Regions from separate parts of the Mus musculus genome. Here region 1 is linked to region 2. Evidence: chromatin contacts called from public targeted proximity ligation data. All regions are on one chromosome and are shown on one strand. The core of a region is the stretch at or near the end of the contact, and the rest is flanking DNA. Distances in the headings are between cores, read along the strand shown.

Region 1 (4,476 bases), core at 285-2,784, 90 kb before region 2:
AAGTATAGTACAGTTTTGTCTCATGTGCACAGTAAAGCTTTAAGGTATGACTACGTTGAAACTTTTTTGCATAGTACATGTGACCTCTTCCATAAAGATGGGTTCTATAGCTTAAGGCCTAGGGGAGTATCAGGTGTGGTCTCACTCATACAGAAATTGTAGAGGTCACCAAACTACAAAGTACATGTGACTTCTCCCCCTAGGTTCTATTGACTGAGAAACAATGGTCAAGTTAAAGGTCTAGGGAGGAAGAGTTTGGGATAAACATAGTAGTCTGGGTAATTCAGGTGTGGCCTGGCCCCTGCAGATAGCATAGATCACCAGGATATTAACAACACTCACTGCTAGCATTCTGTGTGGAAAACAAGTATTTATCCCTTCTGTTCAAGAGACAATCCTATGTGTTTAACATTCTTCGTTTCCCTAGTGCTTATCTGAAACCACAAGAACCTTGTGCCCTCTACACATGTATGCTATGTGTACCGTGTTCAAGCCTGGTGCCTGCAGAGGTCTGAAAAGGTGTTGGATCCCCTAGAAGGAGTTATCCATGGTTGAGACCACCAAGTCAGTACTGAGAAATCAGATTCAGTTCCTGCAAGAGCCAGTACTCTTAGCCATTGAACTATCTCTCCAGCCCTAAAAAGTATTTTCAAGATTTGTTTTCTATTTAATTATGTATATGCCACTGTAAGTGCCAGGGAAGGCGAGCGGTATCATAACCTCTGGAGCTGAAGTTACAAGGGAATGTAAGCTGCCCAACATGGGTGCTGGTAAACAGACTCTGGGCCTCTGCAAGAGTAGTATGTATTCTTAACCATTGAGCCGTCTCTCTAGACCCCTTATTTTATTATTGTTTGATGGTTGGTTGGTTGGTTGGTTTGTTTGTTTGTTTTGAAATAGGGTGTCTAAGTAGCCTTGGCTGTCCTGAAACTCACTATATTGGCCACACTGGCCTTGAATTCACCTGCCTCTGCCTCTTGATTGCTAGAATTAAAGCCACCACTATACTTTGCTCATAATTTTATTTTTTAAAGCTATCTTTTACATTGCTGGGTCAATCAGAGTCCCTCAACCCGAGGGAGAAATCAGGGTCCCAGTATTCAGGTGGGCAAGGAGTCAGCAAGTTACAAACAGGCACAAACACAAGAGAGTGTTGGATCTGAATGTAATTTCTCAAAGCAAGCATCAGACTTATATTACAGAAGAAAATTAGGAAGTTAGGTGACACGTCAGCTAAGGTACACTGAGGTTACTCGATGCATAATGACTCTTTACACAAAACACAAAAATGTGTACATAAAGACTGGCAGGAACCAGGCAATGTAACAACTGGGAGTCAGCCCTATCTAAGGTCAGCCATATTCTTAGAAGCTGGGTGTGAGGTCTTTACACCCCCGGGGCAAGGGCTCTCACGCCCAAGCCATAGTTCTAATTCTAATTGATTGTGTAACCCACCACCAGCCGGCTCCTAGTAAGTAGCTAGCTGTGCTATTCTTCTGGGCTTGTGAAAGTGTGCACTCGGGAGGGCTCCACTCTTGCTAACCTTTTCATAAGTAATGCAATACTCTAGTTCCTCCTAACCACAGCCCAGGCTTCTTCCGAAACCATTGTAAATTCTTGTATATGGGAGTGACTCAGCTGTTATTCTAAGTGTTTTGTGAGGGACCTCCATTTACCAGAGGAGCCCACAAACTTTCCTCTATTAGGTAATGTAGTCTGCCATACATGACTATAATAAGAATTCTAAACTTACTTTGTTAAACTTGCCCTGAAATCTCCAACTCTATCTAGTAGATTGCAATGTGTGATTTCTTTCACTATCTCTCTTTCAACACTGGAGGCATTTCATCTGAATAAGTAATGTTTTTACAAAATTCCAAGCTCAGGGTCTGCTCAAAGACTGCCTAGGACATTGGGACACGAGTGAAAGCCAGGAAGCAATGTTCAATCTAACTTAGCTATTTGTCAAATCATTCCTTGGGGGCACCTATAATAAAACAATACTAAAGGAAAGCACACAGAACCCTTCACCAACTATTTCAAGGACAAATCTGAAATACATCTGTGTTATGGGACGCCAAAGACTCCAGGAGACCAGTTTCCATGAAACTTTTTGCCTCAGGACTGCAGCCAGCTTTTGGACTTGTCACGCAGACTCCACTGGAGTGGGTGTGGCAATTGTCCATTAAAGAATGAGTAAATAAATAACTACAAATGATACTATTGGATAAGGGTTATTTTATATTATTAGGGAGAGGGTTGACTGTAGTTCTTCCTTGATAGTGATTATTAGTAGAGCCTGACCTGCTATTGTTTTTCCCCCAGTGTCTCTGCCAGCCCCAGTATTAAATTACTTTTAGGCCTGCTAGCTTATTTTCATATTGTCTGTAAGTCTGCTTATACAAAGCTAGCTGATTAAGTAGGTCTAAAATGTGTACCTCATGTGTTAGGGGCCCCATAGTAGACCTGAAGGTGCTCGTCCAGAGGGTTTTTTTTAAATGTTTATAATTATTTATTCTTTGAGAATTTCATACATGTATACAATGTATTTTTATCTTATCTAACTCTTACCTAACTCTCCTATTCCACTCCTGCTAGGCTTCCCAACACCCCCCACCCCCCCACACACACAGACCTTATCTTCTCCCCCCTCCTTCATTATAACCATTGAGTCCAATTAGTTCCACCCATATGTGCATGACGTGTCTGGGAATTTTTGTTTTCAAGGTCTTAAAATAGCTGTGGTGTGAAACCACAGGGGAGAAAGATGTCCCCCTCCACTCTGTAGTTCTTATGTGCACCCTTTGGCTGATGCTAAGACTCTTAAGGAATGAGAGGAAATCATACTTGTTTCATTAATTTCATATGTACAGTGGAAATCTTCAGAAGACAGTGATATATAAAGAAATAACCAAAGCATGATGCTTTTTACATTTCAAAAGAGTAGTTAATCTCTGAGTGAGAAAGGACAGATGAGAATCAGGATCAGGGCAGTAAACTCTAGGTTTGCCAGGAAAGATGTACTCAGTCAAGGAGTGAAGTTAGTGTGAAATGGGGGTCACTTTAGAGCTGTCGGTGCAGGCTCATGGCAGCCCTAGGTTATCAGTCTCTGGTGATGAAGGTCAGCTCTCCCAGAACAATCCTTTGTAGTTTCATGCATAGAGGCAGAAGCAAACCGCCCCCTCGGGTGAATGCAGCTTGAGGTCGTCAGTTCCCAGTTCCTAGGTTGTGCTTCCTTAACTCCTCCTGATGGATTCAGAACCCCGTATCTTCAAACAGGAAAGGCTTTCTCCTGAGTGAGGCTTTGTTAGGCATGTGTAAGGATTCTGCTGTCATTCCTATTCCTACCATTATCCCAGCAGCTCTCTATGTGTCTAGAGAAGTTCAGGTTTTACCTTGGTCCAGAATGTGTAGAAAGATCAGAGAAAAATGGAATTGTCTCTCAATAAGCAAGCAACCTGGCTATTAAAATAATTTTAAATGTGCCACTTAAAGATAGTCGAAATTTATTGCAGTCTACAGCGGGACCTCCTTTTGAAATTTTTAACTTTCTTGATGAAGAAAACCGTCTTAAATTCAAATTACTCCAGTTTCTCGTTTTATTTGTTCAGACAGTAAGGATCTGCACAGTTGGATTCTTAGGGAGGGAAGTAAGGAGAGAGAAGAGGGGCGACTAGCAAGACAAGCAGGACCACAGAGTAGCGTTTCCTGTCTCAGCTCTTCAGTCTCTGTGAAGCTGAGATATCTGCATGCCTGTGATGCTTCCAGAACTAGGAAACAGGACAGAGATGTTCATAGTTAGCTATTACAGCACTTCTTCTGAGCTTCACTGAATTAAAGATTTCATGCATGCATGGATACAGCTCATCAGTAAGATTCATCACAAAGGGAATATTAATCAGCCCACTTATGGGACTTTAGAAAAAGCACTTTAAGCTTGGGGTGGTGCTACAAGAGGGCATAACTGGTCCTTCTGGGCACTTATATGCTGTGTCCTTCTGTGTGTGTTTAGTAAAGACATGAAAACTACTTTTTAAAACCCTTTTAGCTGGGCAGTGGTGGCGCACACCTTTAATCTCAGTACTTGGGAGGCAGAGACAGGTGGATTTCTGAGTTCGAGGACAGCCTGGTCTACAGAGTGAGTTCCAGGACAGCCAGGGCTACACAGAGAAACCCTGTCTCAAAAACAAAAACAAAAACACCCTTTTAATTTCTTTCTTGATTTATTACATTCCAATTCCTGTAGTGTTAGATTTTTCAAAACCTGTTTTAATAAGGGTTCTTAAGTGCTTCAACCTCCCTTCTAGCCCACCTACCAGAGTTAGGAGAAAAGAAAGGTTAATAGGAAAGGGAGGTTGTAGACCTATTTAGAAGTAGTTCTTTGGGGTGATTCCAATCTTCATTGTCAGGATAGCAGCAGTCCAGTCTAAAACTTCAAACACAAATCCGTAGCAGCAGTCCAGTGTAGTCAGCAAA
Region 2 (4,761 bases), core at 101-2,600:
GGGAAGCTCACCTGATGTGTGTATGGGAAGACCAATAGCCCTAGCTTCTTAGCGACATAGGCTGTGTCCACAGCAAAAAAATACTTGAGTTTGTTCACGGACACAAAACGGTGCAGCTGGAAGTAAAGAGAAGAGGCTATGGATGAGCCCTACCGTGATCCTTCCTAAAGGATGCCTGGGGAGTAAGATGGGATCCTGTGACACCCCAACCCTGGCCAGAAGCCCTGCCTCCCTCCTCCCGGGAGCCCAGGGCACACCTCTTTGTGCACTATGTCCTTCCCTTGGGATGCTATGGAGGTGCCATAGGCCATTGCCATATTGGCCACTGGGTCTCCAAGCAGGTTGTTGACACTGAAGGCTACATCAGCTCCTGGGGCTGGGTATCCGCCCAGTTGGCTGGAATAACCACCACTTGTATCATCGAAGAGTGGAGGAGGGTCTGGAGCTGCCCGGGTCCTATGCTTGGAACCTGCAGGTGTGAGAGGACCAAAGTAGATTACAGAATTACAGAGCAAGAACCCAGACCACTGCCCTTTCCCCAGGCTGGGAAGCTGTGCATAGGTCCTAAGGCACCGAACAATTGAGGAAAAGGCAGGATGAGTTTTAAAGTCGATCTCCTATCCTTCGGGGGGTCAGGGTGGGGGATCATTTACTGCATGCAGTGGGAAAGGTGTGCCTAAACATGGCTACCCATTTGGGGTTTCTAGGAAGTCTCTCAAGGGAAATGATCTCTGAGTACTAGCGAGTGAAAAGACGTTTGCTTGGGCACAATCACCGCAAAGACATTCCTTGACTTAACACAGGTAGAAAAGGCAATATTGGCTATTCGGAGTCCCTGGACAGTGGTCAGGAATGCTGCCCGAGTTGTAAGAGGGAAAGGAAGTTCTGGAGGCAAATTCGGTACAAGCAGGATTAGACTTGAGGATCCCAGTAGTGCTGTCGCAGCCTGATCTCAGGACTGGCTAGTAAGGGCGAAGTCCAGGACACGCTGCAGTGTGGCAGGGCAGGAACCCGAGAGACACTCTCCCCGCCCTGGGCAGCGGTCACTGCAGACCCTCTCCAACAGAACCAGTGGGTCTCTCAGCGTATTTGGCTCCCCGCTGCCAGGCCGCGCCCCGCCCTCCCCACTCCTCACGCACCGTGGACTCCATATGCCGAATGGTAAGCCATGGCCGTGACGTTCGCTCTACCCAAGGGTCGTGGGTACTTCGCTGAGTCGTGGGTACGAACACTACTGAAACAGCTACTTCTCTTGCCTGGTCCTGACCGAAGTTACCCGACGGCCCGACACGTCCCAGGGCTGTCCGATCGCGGCCGCCATGTCCTTGGCGTCACACTTCGCTGTCTACCATTGGCTCGTCGGAAGAGCTGGTTCTCCCCCTTTACACTTTCAATTGGCTACTGGTGAGCTCTCTTCCAATCGGGTTTTGTCATATTCAACTTCCGACAGATAGGGGGCGGAGCTACTCAAGATGTTCTCGGATTGACTAGTAGGCTGGCTAATTTGCGGCGCTACCAGCCAATAGGTGAGAAGGAGTTGTAACTTAGTTCCGCGTCTGCGCCAAGAGGCGCTTGACGCTCCTTGCCACGACTACGCCAATAGGAAGATTAAAGTCCTGACCGACCCAACTAGTCAGGGCACAAAGCTGGCTCCGCCGCAATGCAGTCCAAGAGGAATGCGGCGGTCGGTCAAGCTCTGACTGATCCCTGCCCCTACTCTGTGCTCTTTCCTCCAATTCACTCCATCCTGTTTTGGAGCTCCGGCCTGCTAGAAATTGTTGTTGTTGCCCGCACCGGGAGAGTGACAGCGCGGCCCTGAGCCCTGGAACGCTGACTCCTCCTCCGCCCTCCCACTCCTTTCAGAACTGGTGCTGTCCGTCGGCTGGTGCTGAAAATGCCCTGTAGAGTCCGCCGCTGGGCTCATCCCCGAGGGCCTCTGCTGGGAGGGTTTGGAATCGCGCTCAATACGTTATGCACACACGCACTCACACGCACACACGCGCTCACGCATGGGGCAGGAGACAGAAACTGAGACCACCCAGAAGATACGAAGTCCTGGTGGTATACATGGGACAGGAATCTGTACTGGGCCTTGTTCCATCGCTTTCTCCAGTGGTCCGGGAGATTTGGGAGGCAGAGGTGTAGTGACCTGTCTCCTGAAGGTCTCCTGAGTCATCACCAGTCCTGTGATCTCCAAGTGAGGCCCGTAAGCTTCACTCCTAGTCTCCTAGGCTCTTTTCTTCCCACCCAGGCTGTAACCACTCCCATCGTCGCTGGAGACAATCCCTCCAAGGGTCCCTCTCTCACAGACTGTCAGGTACTATTCTCTAGATAGCATGACACACCCTCGGATACTTACAGCTGACTAACTACTCAGCGTTTAGTTGCATAAGGTCAGACTTTTCTGATCCCCAAACTCAGCCCATGCTGTCCAACAGCTGCTTTTGCTCCTCCGCCTGGGATGCGGGAGATATGCCTTTCCCTTTTTATCCATTTGTCCAAATCCTTTAAGAGTCATGTTAGCTTGCTTGTGAGATGGCTCAGCAGACTGCCAAGCCTGAGAACCTAAATTCAATTCCCAGACGGTGGAAGAAGAGAGCCAACTCCGAAAAATCTTCCTCCGATTTGTACACTCGAGCTATGTTAAAGTGCACCTCTTTGCACCATCCCGCCCAGAGAGAGATACACAGAACAAATACATTTAACATGTAATTAATTTTGGGGGGGGGGGGAGATCGGGACTGGAGAGATGGCTCAGTGGTTAAGAGCATTGGCTGACTGCTCTCCGAAGGTCCCAGCAACCACACAATGGCTCACAACTATCTATACAGCTATTGTGTATTGTATATATAAAATAAATAAATAAATCTTGCCAGTTGTGGATGCGTACGCCGGTAGGATTTGGTGAAGGAGGCAGAGGCAGGAGGATCACGAGTTCAAGGCCAGCCTACAAAATCACGAGTTCGAGGTCTACAAAATAGTTCCAGGACAACCAGGGCTATACAGAGAAACCCTGTCTCAGAAAAAAAAAAAAAAAAAAACAACCAACCAAACAAACAAACAATCAAAAAAACCCAGAGGTCCTGACTTCAATTCCCAGAAACCACATGGTGGCTCACAACCATCTGTAATGGGATCTGATGCCCTCTTCTGGCATGCAGGTGTACGTGCAGATAGAGCACTCATACATAAAATAAATACACCTTTAAAAAATAAAAATAAAAGGGGGGATCACTTTAGCCCTTACAGAGGGACAAAGGGAACGGAGGCTTGACCATGGCCCAGAGTGATGGCTAGAGTCTGGGTTCTAAACCCCTCTTTAATCAGATTTTCCCTGAATATTTTCCATGAGGACAGGAACTATGTCATTCCTAACACCTATCTATGTCTTCCTAGTGCCCAGGCACACTAACTACATATAGACAATAGCCAGAAAACATTTAGGCCCAATAAGTAAACAAATGGGTGCGGTTGGAGAGATGGTCGCTCTTCCAAAGGACCTGCTTAGATTCCCATTATTCACTCAGCAGCTCACAACCATCTATCATTCCAGTTCCAGGGGATCGAACACCCTCCTCTGCCCTCTGTGGGCACTGCTTGTATGTGGTGTACAGACAAACATACAGGCAAAACACATATAAAATAAAATAGTAATTTTAAAAGTAAACACAAAATAAGCAAAGATGGAGGACAGTGAAATATACTTTTAGTCCCAGCTCAGGAGGCAGAGGTAGGTGAATCTCTGAATTTGAGGCCTCTGAAATGTGAGAAACCAGCCCCGTGAGCTATACACACCTGAGAAAAGGGTGTCCCATGCAGGGCAAACCTATCACACACACACCCCGCCCCCGCCTGGCCTAAACATGCTAGTGACTTTAATCCAACATATTATCATTCCCATTTCTCAGATAGAAAGGCTGAGTTTATGGCTTGAACATGCTGGTCAAAAGTCGCGCAGCCTAGAGTTCCTGGTGCCCTGGCTCCAGCCCACCAGCCTGTAATCCAGCAGATGAGACTGTCTTTCCCTTCTGGGTATTAACTGTCAACAAGCAAAGCTTATGGGGTGAAGTCTGGGTGGGCTTAGTGCTGGGCCTATTCCCTAGAGAGGAACCTGCGGACGTCCACCCACCATGGCCGTCTTCATTACTCAGTTGGGGAGACTCGGGTGCCGCAGAGCAAGGACTCGCCCAAGGTCGCAAGCGCGAGCGCGGCTAGAGAAACCAGGCGTCCGGCGGTCCAGACTGGGCTTCCCACAGGCGAGGGGGTGGAGATGGGGTGTGCCCGCGGTGCCAGGCGCGGCCAGCGGCGCCACCGGTGCTGCGGGGGCGGGGTCAGCGGAGGGCGGGGCGCCGGGCACCGCGGCCGCCAACGCCGCCGCGCTCGGGCTGGGCTCCGCGCACTCTTCAGCGGCCGCCGAGCCGAGCGGACGCCCCTCGGGGCCGCACCGCAGCCCCCCCGCACCCCTGCTTATCATGCCCCGAGCCAGGGCCTGGCAGCCGAAGCAGCCAGGACACCATGCCGGAGGGCGAAGGTGGAGACTGCGGGGAGGTGCCCGCGCTCGTTCCGGACGGCGAGCCGCTGCGAGAGGAGGTACCGGGGGCGAGTAGTGGGAAAGAAGCCAGGGCTGTAGAGAGGTGAAGGGGACAAGTAGAGGGGCGATCCCCGGAGAGGGATTGAGGAGGAAAGTCCCGGAGCCCCTCCAGCAATGACGTCATTGGGGAGACAGCGTTCTGGTAGGGGTCGAGGCTTCGGGATCCACGT

The links.
Region 1: a contact with region 2 is called in a targeted proximity ligation map of bone marrow-derived macrophages, with 2.8 times the contacts expected there. A contact is called at or near these places in 3 of 39 promoter capture datasets (the HPC-7 cell line, embryonic stem cells and macrophages), 6 of 130 datasets of targeted methods (the SCID.adh cell line, bone marrow-derived macrophages, embryonic stem cells and 1 more) and 3 of 9 other capture datasets (adipose tissue, liver and pancreatic islet).

Annotation. Positions count from the first base shown.
Region 1 is chr19:5,175,894-5,180,369 of GRCm38.p6, reverse strand. All of the region lies in intron 1 of Pacs1 (phosphofurin acidic cluster sorting protein 1), which reads left to right. Among named protein-coding and RNA genes, the nearest start is that of Gm30840, 53 kb to the right of the region's middle.
Region 2 is chr19:5,085,127-5,089,887 of GRCm38.p6, reverse strand. Yif1a (Yip1 interacting factor homolog A (S. cerevisiae)) reads right to left here and starts at 1,350. Exons shown (of 8, transcript NM_026553.4): 1 at 1,140-1,350; 2 at 258-469; 3 at 12-116. The coding sequence starts at 1,170. Tmem151a (transmembrane protein 151A) reads left to right here and starts at 4,397. Exons shown (of 2, transcript NM_001001885.2): 1 at 4,397-4,590. The coding sequence starts at 4,516.